3 separate regions of the Bombyx mori genome follow, and regions 1 and 2 are each linked to region 3. The links are chromatin contacts, called in public Hi-C maps. All regions are on one chromosome and are shown on one strand. The core of a region is the stretch at or near the end of the contact, and the rest is flanking DNA. Distances in the headings are between cores, read along the strand shown. Region 1 holds the start of LOC101736393 (ras-related protein Rab-37). Region 2 has its middle 24 kb from the start of LOC101736393. Region 3 holds the start of PC (polycomb).

What was found. A called contact is a pair of places that touch in the nucleus more often than the background predicts.
Region 1: a contact with region 3 is called in a Hi-C map of whole pupa, with 2.1 times the contacts expected there. The contact joins the promoter of LOC101736393 here to the promoter of PC in region 3. A contact is called at or near these places in 3 of 7 Hi-C or Micro-C datasets (posterior silk gland and whole pupa).
Region 2: a Hi-C map of middle silk gland shows a contact between it and region 3, with 1.7 times the contacts expected there. The contact joins the enhancer-like site here to the promoter of PC in region 3. A contact is called at or near these places in 3 of 7 Hi-C or Micro-C datasets (middle silk gland, an unstated tissue and whole pupa).

Annotation. Positions count from the first base shown.
Region 1 is chr10:11,977,661-11,981,986 of ASM3026992v2, reverse strand. LOC101736393 (ras-related protein Rab-37) reads right to left here and starts at 1,664. Exons shown (of 6, transcript XM_012697512.4): 1 at 1,319-1,664. The coding sequence starts at 1,324.
Region 2 is chr10:11,953,822-11,958,140 of ASM3026992v2, reverse strand. No RefSeq gene overlaps it. Among protein-coding and RNA genes, the nearest start is that of LOC101736393, 24 kb to the left of the region's middle. Within about 2 kb of position 2,185, at least 6 of the 8 cell types and tissues checked have open chromatin away from gene starts, as enhancers often do.
Region 3 is chr10:11,755,677-11,759,751 of ASM3026992v2, reverse strand. PC (polycomb) reads left to right here and starts at 2,151. Exons shown (of 2, transcript NM_001201434.1): 1 at 2,151-2,219. The coding sequence starts at 2,151.

The DNA.
Region 1 (4,326 bases), core at 415-2,914, 220 kb before region 3:
ATCAGAAACCTTCCTTGGATCTCCATCATCAACTCAACCAAGCTTCATCAAAATCGGACAAACACAGTCTTTAATTAAAACAGATAATACAATCGCATTCGCATAGCATTTTCATCGTAATTAAACGTCACGTCGCCGTTACACACGAGAGCCATGAAGCTATATATTTTATCGCGGCACTTGTCCGCTATCGGCGTGGAAGCGTTGTGATAACATTAATTATACCGCAGGCACTGCACTCGTAGCGCTACCGATGAACCTTGAACTTCGATTTGGGCCTCGTGTCGACTCATCCAGGGGTCAACGGTGACCGGTGTTGGAATGACACCACACGCCCTTAGACATGTCGTAATCTCGATTGTATGTAAATGCAATGCAGAATTAATGCAAATGATTATGAACAAATGTATACCAACTTTATCTATCATAAATAACTATATTTATCTTTTATTTTATTATACAAATTTTAATTAGATCATGTACTATGTTGGGTACGATATTTTTACTGGTGGTAGGACCTCTTGTGATTCCGTGCGGGTAGGTACCACCGCCCTGCCTATTTCTGCCGTGAAGCGGTAATGCGTTTCGGTCTGAAGGGTAGGACACCCGCTGTAACTATACTGAGATCTTCGAATTTATATCTCAAGGTGGGTGGCGCATTTACGTTGTAGATGTCTATGGGTTCCAGTAATCACTTAACAACAGGTAAGCTATGAGCTCGTCCGTCCATCTAAGCAATAAAAAAAAAATAAAAAAATAAGTTTCGTTACGTTTAGATTCATGTTTTAATATACGCTACAACTACTTCTATCATTAGATGTCACATTAAATAATTGTTTTTACGAATGCTGAAAAATATATATCGAAAAAGCTGCTGTTTAAGTCCGGGCGTAACATGGGAAGGTTGGCGGTACCATTCACGTTACGCCATCAATGAGCTTCGACAACCGCTTTATATCGAGTGTGTTATGAACACGTTTTCCTTGCTACGAGAAAAAAGAAATTCATATGTGTTTTGGGACTTGACATTCAATTTTAGATAATATACTTTTTTAGGTATTTAACTATTAGTTTTTCTTAATAATTTCTTGTGAATCAGTCGTTGTGGATCAATGAAAATCTAGATCGTGTCTTCGAGAATGCAATCTTTAAAAAAATACGTTAATTATTGATCTAGTAACAACTTGGGAAGCTACGTACAGTGAATGAAAAATTTTGACAGTCAACCTAAGGTCAATGACTTCCAGACGTCAAATACACATTCCCTTTACATAGTCCACCAATAAATGTATTAGACAAACAATTCTAAGTTACTTACGCTCATCTTCTATCGAGGCACGCACTCATTTACTCACGTATAATCACAACACTCATAAACAAATTGACAGCCCGTTGCTTACATGCCACATCCTCGGAACGAACACAGATAAACGCACACTTGTACACGTGACTATATAACAGCTGACACTTAATAGGCCGCTCTTTTATTCGGATATTAGATTCGAACAGATATCGGGTTAAAAACTAGGAATTTGAGGTTATATTTCGGATCGGTAGGGCATATTGGGAGCGAGTGTGCTGTAAGGCCCAAAATTGCATGCGCTCGTGTCGTTGTGTGCGCGGCTGTGTAGCGACGCGACTGGGTGAGCTCGGGGTGGGTTGTGCGCATGTGTTCGTGCGTCAAGCTACACGAGATAACAAGTTTTCCACGATCGGTTTCATGATAACTGAAGTTTGGTTTTGTGACGCCAAAAACGTTTTTTGCTTTGTAAATAGAGGATAGGGAAGATCGGTTAAAATCGTACAGTTATTGAGTTAATTTCGCAGTAAATAGATCTATGCAATATGAATGAGGAATAATTAGTTAAAAAGCATTGGATCGTATTAAATTAAACTCGTAATTTTCAATACAAATTTTGAATGTTTTTTGACCCATCTGATCTTAAGTGGTAACCGGAATCCATAGACCAAAGTAGTAAATGCCGCCACCAATTTTGAGGCATGAGTTCTATTCTACAGTACAACGACTACTCCACCCTTGCTTATTATTACTTCACGGCAGAAATAGGCTGAGTGGTGATATCAACAGAAAACCTCCTCTCATCAGTTTTTTCGTATAATACCGATAGACAAATACAGCTGATAGTCATCGAGTTTCAATAGTATAATACATAACACGATACTCATAAGAAACTTTCTAAAAAAATTGTTAATTTCAATACAATTTATAATTTTTCAAAATAAAAAGATTTAAAATATTGTCACCAGATTGATCGTTAAATATCTGATCCACACTGTCTCTGTCACACTTTCAGATCGATTGCGATTCTTCTGGGAAATTCCTCTACTACGAATTCTCATATTATTTTAATTCGAACCATTATTTGGGAAATAATATAGGTATACAAAACTGCACATTGTCCTTACTCTAATTAAGTATAATTCAAAGAAAACTACGTTAAATTTTCCTTTTAACACTACCATTACATTATAGAATTTACACTTTATTGTTTTCGAATCAATCAAATGTAATCAAATCTTAGTTATATAATTTTTTTGTTGTTGTTAAATGCACTGTATATTGCACCTATAATTGAGGTGACATTTGCCATGAACTTTTGTCAGTTTGTCAAAGTTTTGTATTGATGATCACTTTTTTGGTGCAACTTAATAAATAAATAAACACTGAAAAAGACACGGCCCATTTATGTTTTTTACAAAGTTAGTCACTATATTAGTAGATTATTGTAGATAGTACTTCACTGCCCACAACCTCTTTGATTGCTTTACCAAATATGTATGATATTTGTGTTTCGAACATAGTTAGAACATCGAATAGAAAAATAAGTAACTTTGTCTTCATCTACAGTTTCAGACGCAATTTTTGCTGAGTACAAACTGATAATCGCAGAAACTGCTCCTTCCTCTCTTACGTTACGTTACGACATGCCTTCAAAAGAATTATACAATGAAATATACTTTAGACTGATATACACATAATATCGCAATTCTCACTTTTTAAAATTATTCCTAATTCGAGTGAGAACCATAACTTTAGTAATAAAAATGTCTTGTTTGTGTTGTTAAATTAAACACACACACATTGACACAGACTATTCGAGTCATTTGGAAATGAACGTAGACAACAAGGAATACAGCTGGAATTCGCTTGAGGGAAATTTGATCGTGAACGCAGTTTTAAGGGATGACTGAAAATTGCGCGAGAGAGACGTGTACATGCAAGTACTTAATGTTAGAGCGAGATGACATTTATTTATGTGTTGTGCTACGTAAAATGACGTGACTTATCTTCGGTTGTTTGAAACATTTTATAGGACGATTAAATCTAAGAACTAAGCCCACGTTGGATTAATTTGTGGACTAACATTGTACCGGCCTACAACATTACTGCCGTTTATGATGGTTCTTCATTAATTGTACATCCTATTCTAAATCTTAATTACCGTGTAAATGTTTTTTATTGACAACTTAACTATAACCGAGTCTTTTAGTCTGAAATGTGAAAAAAGGTATACCTACCTATATTTTTTTTGGAAGGAAGGATTACTAATTGGCGAGCTATAGTTTGGCTAGGAGGAGTGGAATTTGCTAACAGCTGCTCGAGCGCCTTCGGAGATCTAACAGCTCAAGAGCACTGCTCCGCGCATGAATCTACTACCGGGTCTCAATCGCGTCCCACTGAGAAGATCCGGCGAGAAACTCAGCGGGTCTCTTAGCTTGCTATGGAGGGTAGAGGTAAGGAGAATCGTCTCTTATGAGAGAAACTTGAAAAAGTGTTCCACTTTCAACACTAAATAACAGTTCAAAAATCCTCCAGAATGGCGCTAGCTTAGGCACAGGGTATGATATGAATTGAGCAGTTGTTAACTGATTGAAGTATGCTGAGTTAGGAAATTTAATATATTTAATGACTAGAGTAGTTAGTGACAGTGTAGTATACAATACCTCACATGTTTACGTAGTCCAAACTAAGTTCGTCAATATAACCTAAAATTATTGCTGTGGTAAAACGTAGAGACATCGATTGCATTTTCTTGTCAGCTTTAAATAAAATACTTTTTGTGATTTTGTAGTGCTTACAGATCTTTTGTCCTTTTTTATTTCTCTATCTTATTGTAATAATTGTAATTTTTTAAATAAAAAATAAATAAATAAATAACTTTCAGAGCCTTTTTTTAAATTTACCCGGTTGCTACTGTAGCGCCGCCTTTATTTAGCAGATTTTAACGGACCCTTTTTCACAACAGAGACGGTTCTCATTACCTCTACCCTCCATAGCTTGCTCCTAGTTCTTAGTGAGCAAAT
Region 2 (4,319 bases), core at 936-3,435, 200 kb before region 3:
TTGCTTAGATGGATGATCGAGCTCACAGCCCACCTGGTGTTAAGTGGTTACTGGAGCCCATAGACATCTACAACGTAAATGCGCCACCCACCTCGAGATATAAGTTCTAAAGTCTCAGTATAGTTACAACGGCTACCCCACCCTTCGAACCGAAACGCGTTACTGCTTCACGGCGGAAATAGGCAGGGTGGTGGTACCTACCCGTGCGGACTCACAAGAGGTCCTACCACCAGTGATTACGCAAATTATAATTTTGCGGGTTTGGTTTTTATTACACGATGTTATTCCTTCACCGTGGAAGTCAATCGTGAACATTTGTTGAGTACGTATTTCATTAGAAAAATTGGTACCCGCCTGCGGGATTCGAACGTCGGTGCATCGCTAGATACGATTGCAACGGACGTATTATCCTTTAGGCCACGACGACTTCACGATTCATTCGGCAGCTTATTGAAACAGTCAAATTCGGTTTTAATTACGGTTTGGATTTGGAATATGTAGCTTAATTTTTTTCCTACCTTAGCTGATAGTCTTGAGAGACCATTTCAGCGTAACCTTAACTAGTAGGTGAGATCATGGGGCTCAAACCTGACGTCGTTGCTAACACTAACCTTAGCAAAAGTAGCTCCTTCGCAGAATCTAGCATCGAATCGGAAACGCGATTCACTGAGAAGATCCGGCGACAAACTCAGTGGGCTAGAATATGTACCTTAAAGAGGTTGTAATAAACATATTACAAGCGACATTTAGAAAACTTTTTTTGATAAATGCTTTCAGAGAATTAAAAGAAAAGTACTTGTCCAGCTGTAAGCCTGCAAGCTCCTTTTGCGATTATGCACGCACAGACTACACCATTAAATACAAATCGAGAAATATATAATTATATTATATATAAAGACTTGCGTATCACTATTCTTTTTTTTTTATTGCTTAGATGAGTGGACGAGCTCACAGCCCACCTGGTGTTAAGTGGTTACTGGAGCCCATGGACATCTACAACGTAAATGCGCCACCAACCTTACAAATGCGCCACCCACCTTGGCCTTCTGCCGCGAAACAGCCATATGTTACATATACCTACAAAATACGCCGCAACTTTGATCTCGTGTCTCGAGATACGTTTAGGCAATATTTTTGCCATGTATACAGTATCCGGTAATCGTTTATCAGCAATTGCGCCGTCAGCTCGCTTATTCAACTACGCTATAATACTTAAAAAGAAACCTCCTAGAATGTACCATAGTTCTTATTAATGGTAAAGTAGATTGTGGACACGTATGGTTGGGCATCCCGATTCCGTCCAAACGAATTCAATTTGGAGCAATAATACCTGAAGCAGAAGATAGAAGACAGCTACTATACCAAAAGCAACTGACACTTTAAACTCATCCCTCAAACAAAACACTGTTTTATCTTTGGACCCCAAATTATTATAATCAGGAGACAATTATTATAATGTTCACGCCAAATCTCATATTAAACTGCATTACAGACAATTAAATTTATCATATTACAGTCATAATGAACTGCATTGAATAAAGACAAACAAATTGTTTATGTAAATACGATGAACTAAATGCCTTGTCCGTTTATATTTAACGACACGATTTTTTCATAGCACCCGGAACGATACGATAAATAAAGAGATATAAAAAATGGAAGTCGTTTGCATGTATTTACCTGTTACAGATTAGAATGTTAGTAGTTATGCTGAGTAAAAATAAGAAAAAAGCTAGGTTTGAAAGTAATCCAGAGCTGGAGGAAGCGGCTTGGTTGCGGTAGTTGCATCGCTGAAATTATTAAGTAACATTAACCACTTATTGATCTGGTTAATTTACAGCTGTGTCGATTTCTCTGCCAACTTCAGCAAAATAAAAAAGTATAAAGGACGTTTTGATGAGTAGGTATATAACTGTCATTTCAATCTAATCGAGACGTCCATGAAATGTCTCAGTTTGGGTCTCGAGGTTCATGGTTGTAGAGGTCATAGCTATCCATGTCTGCACATCTACGCAAAGAACGCTATAGACGAAAAAAATATGAGCATTTTTTTTAATACCTCAAGTTATATTCTACGAAATATTCAACACGACAAATCGTATCTTCTATTGTAAAGGTCACGCTTAATCCCTAGTATAGGGTGGGTAATAATCCGAGCGGTCGATACGGAACACGCGGCGGCCACCCACCTCCCCAAGCCAACGCCCTTCCGAGCTCCCTACCAGCCGACGCCCTACCGGACACCGATATGCAGTCCGCATTTAAAATGAAACGATAATACAAAAATTCTTCGACATTTTATCGCAGAAGAACACGATAATTCTTGTTTTGATGCCTACTGTAGTCGAAATTCGATTATAATAAATTGAAATTATAAGTTTGAACATTATTATGTTTCGATTGTCAAAGACTATTATACTTCTAATCACAGACTTCGTCAAGACTACACTATAGACAAATGATATTAAAGACAAACAATAATAATCTATTCTCAATTTGACCACAGATTGATAAACAATAAACAAAAGAGTATAAATGCGTGTGTGTGTCAAATACACGGTTGTGTGTGTAATGTTCTTTTTATTGATTTAATGTATTTTTTATGCACGACTTTAATTAAATATTAGCATTCTGCACTCCTTCTCTATATTCTCTTTAAGTGTTAGAAATTTTATACACCTTCCGTGTGCGCAATTTTCTTAAAAAAGGGTACACAAAGTTTTTGCTTCACGTAGTAATATATAGACACATTAAATAAGATTCTTTAATGACGTTTTTAGTCTTCGATACAGATAAAGTAAATGTACCTATCTATCTAATAACAAATGGGTGTTTATTAAATTTAGTTTTAAATAATTAACGTGAAGCTATTGTGTTATTTGAGGCTAATATGATATTTCTGATAGAAAAATAAAAGGCACAAGATACATAATCCTAAAAGGTTATTATTATTATTAAGTGAATTTAGAACTTTAAAAGCTGTATCAAGAAATTGGATTTACTTAAAATTTATTACTAATTGCTAATAACCGTTTGAAAAAATATCATAATGGTGATTACCCTTGAAATTCCATCACATAGTAACAACAAAACAATCATTGCAAGATAAGAATTCGTTTGTCTTTCGTGACGGAGCAACTAAACAAAGTTGATTCAAATAATGAAATGTAGATGGCGCTACATGAATCTGAACAGTAGATATTATTTTTATACCCGATAGATTTATGAAACAATTTCTTCGAATTTCGTTTGTGACCTCAAAAACTGAAACATTGTAAATCGTGAACTGTACAGAAAAAAACCTTTCATCCTGAAAGTGAGTTCGTGTATGCGAAAATTACGGTGACAAAATCTTTCGAATTGTTCTTAGACAAAGTTTTTTACTAAAATTGACTAAATTTTTTTTGCTGCAAAAGAAAGACTAGCCTTTCTGCCTACCATCTATTCTACATTTTCTTATTTTTGAGACGCGGGTATTTCTTGTGGCCCGGGGTTTTATCAGCAACATCAGGACTGGTGGGCGGGCTTGCCGTTCTAAGCCAACTACGAGATCGGTTTTTGTCGCATTGCTGTCGTGAATTACCGTTTCGAAGCTGTCTTTTTACATTCATGAATGAGATATAGACCTAGGTTGTTACGAAAATATACCTACATACCACGGTGCTCGGTAACTCTGCCAATGCCGGTCCCAAGCCCGGATGAGAAAAGAGGAGAGTTGAGTTGGAGTTCGACCTTTCCACCGTAAAACAGTCAACGCCGAATGTCTGGCGGCGGTTAATTAGCCAGACCCAAATAAGGCTTCAGCTAAACCTCTTCCAAAAGCACTGCCGTGGAAGGACGCGGGAACCCACCATGTGTATTTTCCCAAGAAAGCCTCATGAGGCCACGACCCTCAGGATTGAGGATTATCGACGCAAGGACCACGGTGCTCCGACGGCTAACCTAAGGATTGGAGGGAGCCAACTTGAGCGCAACGGCCTTTTCACTCCAAAGTAGCTATGTTCGGACGTTTGGGAGCTATAAAAACTGTTGCCTTCTTATGAAATGACAGTTGTCTGCGTTTGCAGATCAAGGGCTAGAGCCTGCCGAAGATGAGATAGTCGTGAACACGGGTAAACGAGCTCACGGTCGAGCTGGTGTTATATAATTACTGGAGCCCATAAATATCGGAAATGTAAATACCGCTCACTACATTGAGACATAGGTTTGTATTATATAACGACTCCCTCACCTTTCAAACACCACGCTACTACTACTTCGCGGCATAATTAGGCAAGATAGATTAGCAAGATTGAAGTCGTCGTGGCGTACCAATTTTT
Region 3 (4,075 bases), core at 902-3,401:
TCAGTTTTAGCCCCGTGAGCTCACCTACTAATTCGGCGAATCTAGAATAACCTCTCGAGGTTACTAGAATAGGTAGGAAATAAAAAAAAACTGGCAAACAAAAAACAATTCGGCCTAAATGAAATTTCAGCTTAAAAGTCTAAATTCCAACATTTCTACGTTTGTTCGTTACGAAATCCTAGAGAAAATGTCTTTCGCGCTTAGCACCCGCAACCTCGCACCTGAACCTCATAGAGTTCGTGGTTGCACAGCGACCAATATCTATCTTTTCACGACTGATGCACTGGAACTATTCCTATAAAGCCGAAGAAGATTGCAGACTAGGATAGGAGTAATGTTGAAACGCTCACGTATCGTCCGACATAATTTGTAACCTAATATTGTTAGAACAGTAGATACTTAGGTATTGTAAAACCGAAACCTGGCGTTTTCTTCGTTCTCATCTCGAGGAATTAAGTATTATCTTAATGCTGTTTGACGCTAAAACATGTCAAAAGACTACAAATTCAATTTATTAATTCAAAATAGTCTACGGCTTAAAGAAACGATTTTGAATGACTTAGATTTTTAAAAAAAACAAGTCACATTAATGTACTGTATATGTTAAGTACGAACCGACATCCGGGACGTCTCTTTAAATTCGAACATCAATCATCATAATGATAAAGCTGACAATATCTGTACGGCTGAAGCCGTCACAAGCTGCGTTCATTTATCGCCCCATATCTCTCTCCCTGTAACAATACATCGAATATAAATAGAGAACGCGCCGCGCCCGGATCCGGCGACCCTACGTAATCCAAAATGTCCGTTCATTTTTCTATGTGAATGTGAGCCACGTAGCATAAAAAATAATGTTGGAATCGACCGCACGGCGACCGAGCGAGAGAGAAGCACTCCGGCCGCCGGACGTCAGCGGGCGGCGCCGCATCTTGTCCTCTGATTGGCCACCGCTACGCGGAGCTCGCCGCCCGTACTTTACGACCAATCACGAGAGCCTGCAGTGCTTCCCTCCCGCGGCCCCGTACCCCGGAATACCGACCTTTCACGAATGCCAACCCGATTCGATACGACCGAAAATGCCTTAGTTATTTCACGCGCGTACTGTTGGTAGGTCGCTTTCGCTCGCGGTCCCGGTGAAACTAAGTACAGACTTTCTTAACGAATACTACGTTTGGTTGTGTTTTATGTCGATATTTGGGATCATTAGACGAAATCTGTTCTAACCCTGGATTCTCACAGGTACTGCTAATTTTATATTGTACTAATCTCAATACTAGCTAGAAATTTACACTAGAATAAATAAAAATGTATTATTTAGCCGCTAGCGTCGAATAATTGTACATAAATGTGCCGGATGATCAAACGTAAAAGCGGTGTCCTCGTAATCAACGTAGGCCGGACGGTGCGGCAACGCCGCGCGTAAATAATAGGGTAGCGCTCGCTCTGTGTTTCTCTCGCAGCTGGCGCGGAGCGGCAACGTCGCGCTCGCCTGCTTCGTGCCTCCACCGCGCGACACCGCGGGGACTCGATGCTAAATCCTCAAACATTTAACTACCAAAGTGCCGGGATATACCAACCCATTACTTTAGGTGCTCCCAAATTTTCTTGCTAAGACTTCAGTGAAACTTACTGAATTTTTTAAAACTATTTTAAGTATGTTATGTATTAATAATGTATTAGGTAAACACGTTTTATAAATAATTTCTAACACGTACTTCTCTATGGAATAAGAATTTCTACACATGTTAATAAAAAATCCATAGTTCACTTAAAAAATACGCAAGAAGCTGAAAACACGAGATCTAAATGATGAAAATAAAACTTGTTTACAGAATATCGAGCGGGCGTTGGTGAACTCGTAGCGCGCTCTGTCGACATTTACGAGGAACGCTGCGTGCGGGGTGCGCGGGAGGAGAGCTTCTTCCCCTTACTTCAGTTTGCACGACGATACGAAGCGGGGAACACGTATCGCGGCGCTCTATAAAAAGGACCGTTCGCGCGCCAACTTTGAACTGTGGACAGTGTTGAACGGAGTGTCGTGTCGAAGAATGCGATTTGGATTGCGGTGCCTCATTAATTGGATGCAGTGACAGGATCACATTTATTGGATTGCAGTGTTTTTTGGATTACCACCGATCAAACTGGGGATGCACAAGATGGAGCTAGGCGACAGCGTGTTCGCCGCTGAACGCATCATGAAAAGGAGAATTAGAAAGGTGAGATAATTTTTTTTCAATACGCAACGAACATTAAGAAGCTAGTTTGCGAAACGAGCATACTAGATCACACATTGCCGATATTATTGGAGCACGCTTATTCGTAACTGTCTAGCATCAGATTTCACAACACGCTTCGAATGTTCTTTATATAAAAATGTGCATCGCTTTGCATGATTTTATTTTATTTATTAATCCCGGCATTGTCATGTGTCGAGCAGCTGTACATGTAATCACGGGTTCAGGTAATCATGTTGTTCCTTTTCACTTGTGATTTTTCGTTTCTTATTATTGTAATGTCTCCCCTTACATGTAGGGCAGTGTGAAGCTGAATTGTTCTTTATTGAATCCGTACCCTTTTCGAGATTCCATTTTAGAATTCTTGATAGTAAACAAGTTTCGTAAGATTTAAGAAGCGAGGTCAATCTTTGTATAATTTCGGCTTGGTTTGATTTTACAAAAAAAAAAAAAAAACGCTGCTCATCAAAACATTAACAATATAGTGATGTAACATTAAAATGGATAGTGTTCTGTTTGAGTTTTTGTTTAAAATGTATGTTATGACTGTTAGGAGGAGTCAATGGAAACTTTAATGGGGCGCCCGGAAAGGTAAGTCGTTTTTCGTGTTTCTAATATTGAAACTCGCAACAGGTTAGAAGACTTGTAACATTCTATGAATGAAGACGTGGAGACATTATCAGTTACGATTTCTGTTGTTACTTTAAACATTTTTGTGAATCTTTGGTACACCTATGTTATGGCAAATGTACAGTCGTAGTAAATTTGAAATTGGAACGCTTGACGTTTTAATAATGACTAGCAAAGGATTTCTTTGTCATGAGTCCAATTACGCCTGCCTATGTAATAGTTGGTTGAGAGAGATGGTTTTGATCATCACTTCTTTTTTAATTTTTGGACAATATTTCGAACTATCACGCAAGCTCATTATGCAGAGTTAAGTGAAGAAACACGATCCATCTGTGTTGAATGTTTACCAGTTCAGGCATCCTGGAACACTAAGTGTTAGCAGTACTGTGGACACGACTGTCCCACAAAAGACAAACATAAGTTGAACTGTGAACTGTAATTAAGGGAAGGGTATAATAGATAAACAAAACCAGCTGCTATTAATCAGTTACTGCCTGTTTGTAGAAACCACCACATGAATGTTACTCGCCTTGAGGTTGAAGTCTCATTTGCTTTGTCACAAGAGACCCATTGATGGCGGTGGAATTTTTTTATACCACAGTACAGAGCTCACATTGTTTCCCTACCCAATTGTTGGTAGTTTAAGGGGCTATTCCAACTTCACGCGGACCGGTAGGTGAGCTCATGGGCTCAACCTGAGATAATTGCTAACACTAGCCCTAGCAAGACCAGTGCTTCGTTGAACCTACTCGCGGATCGTAATCGCGACTTACTGAGAAGATCCGACGAGGAACTCAGTGGGTTAACGGATTTCACAAAGCCGACTGACTCTCTTAAGATATGATAAGATAGCCTTTATTAACAATCTGACTTAAATTACGTTTTTATTTATTTTAATAACTAAGTCACTAGCGCGCTATAGATATTTAAAATTTTAAATATGTAAGTATACACTTATTATCCAGTTTTATTATTCGACACCAGTTTCTTGATCGTCTTGCTGTACAGCATAGACCTCCCCAAGGGCTCTCCATAATATTCTATCTTGCGTTTTTCTCACTGACTCTCTTACTCACCTTTTAAACGAGAATGCTTGCTGCTTCGGAAACAGCGTCAGTGCTATCTAAAAGCAATCATAGACTCTTGTTGCTCCCGGAGTAGACAGAGACAATAAAAAAAAAGATAAACGATTTAGGTACTTTACAAAA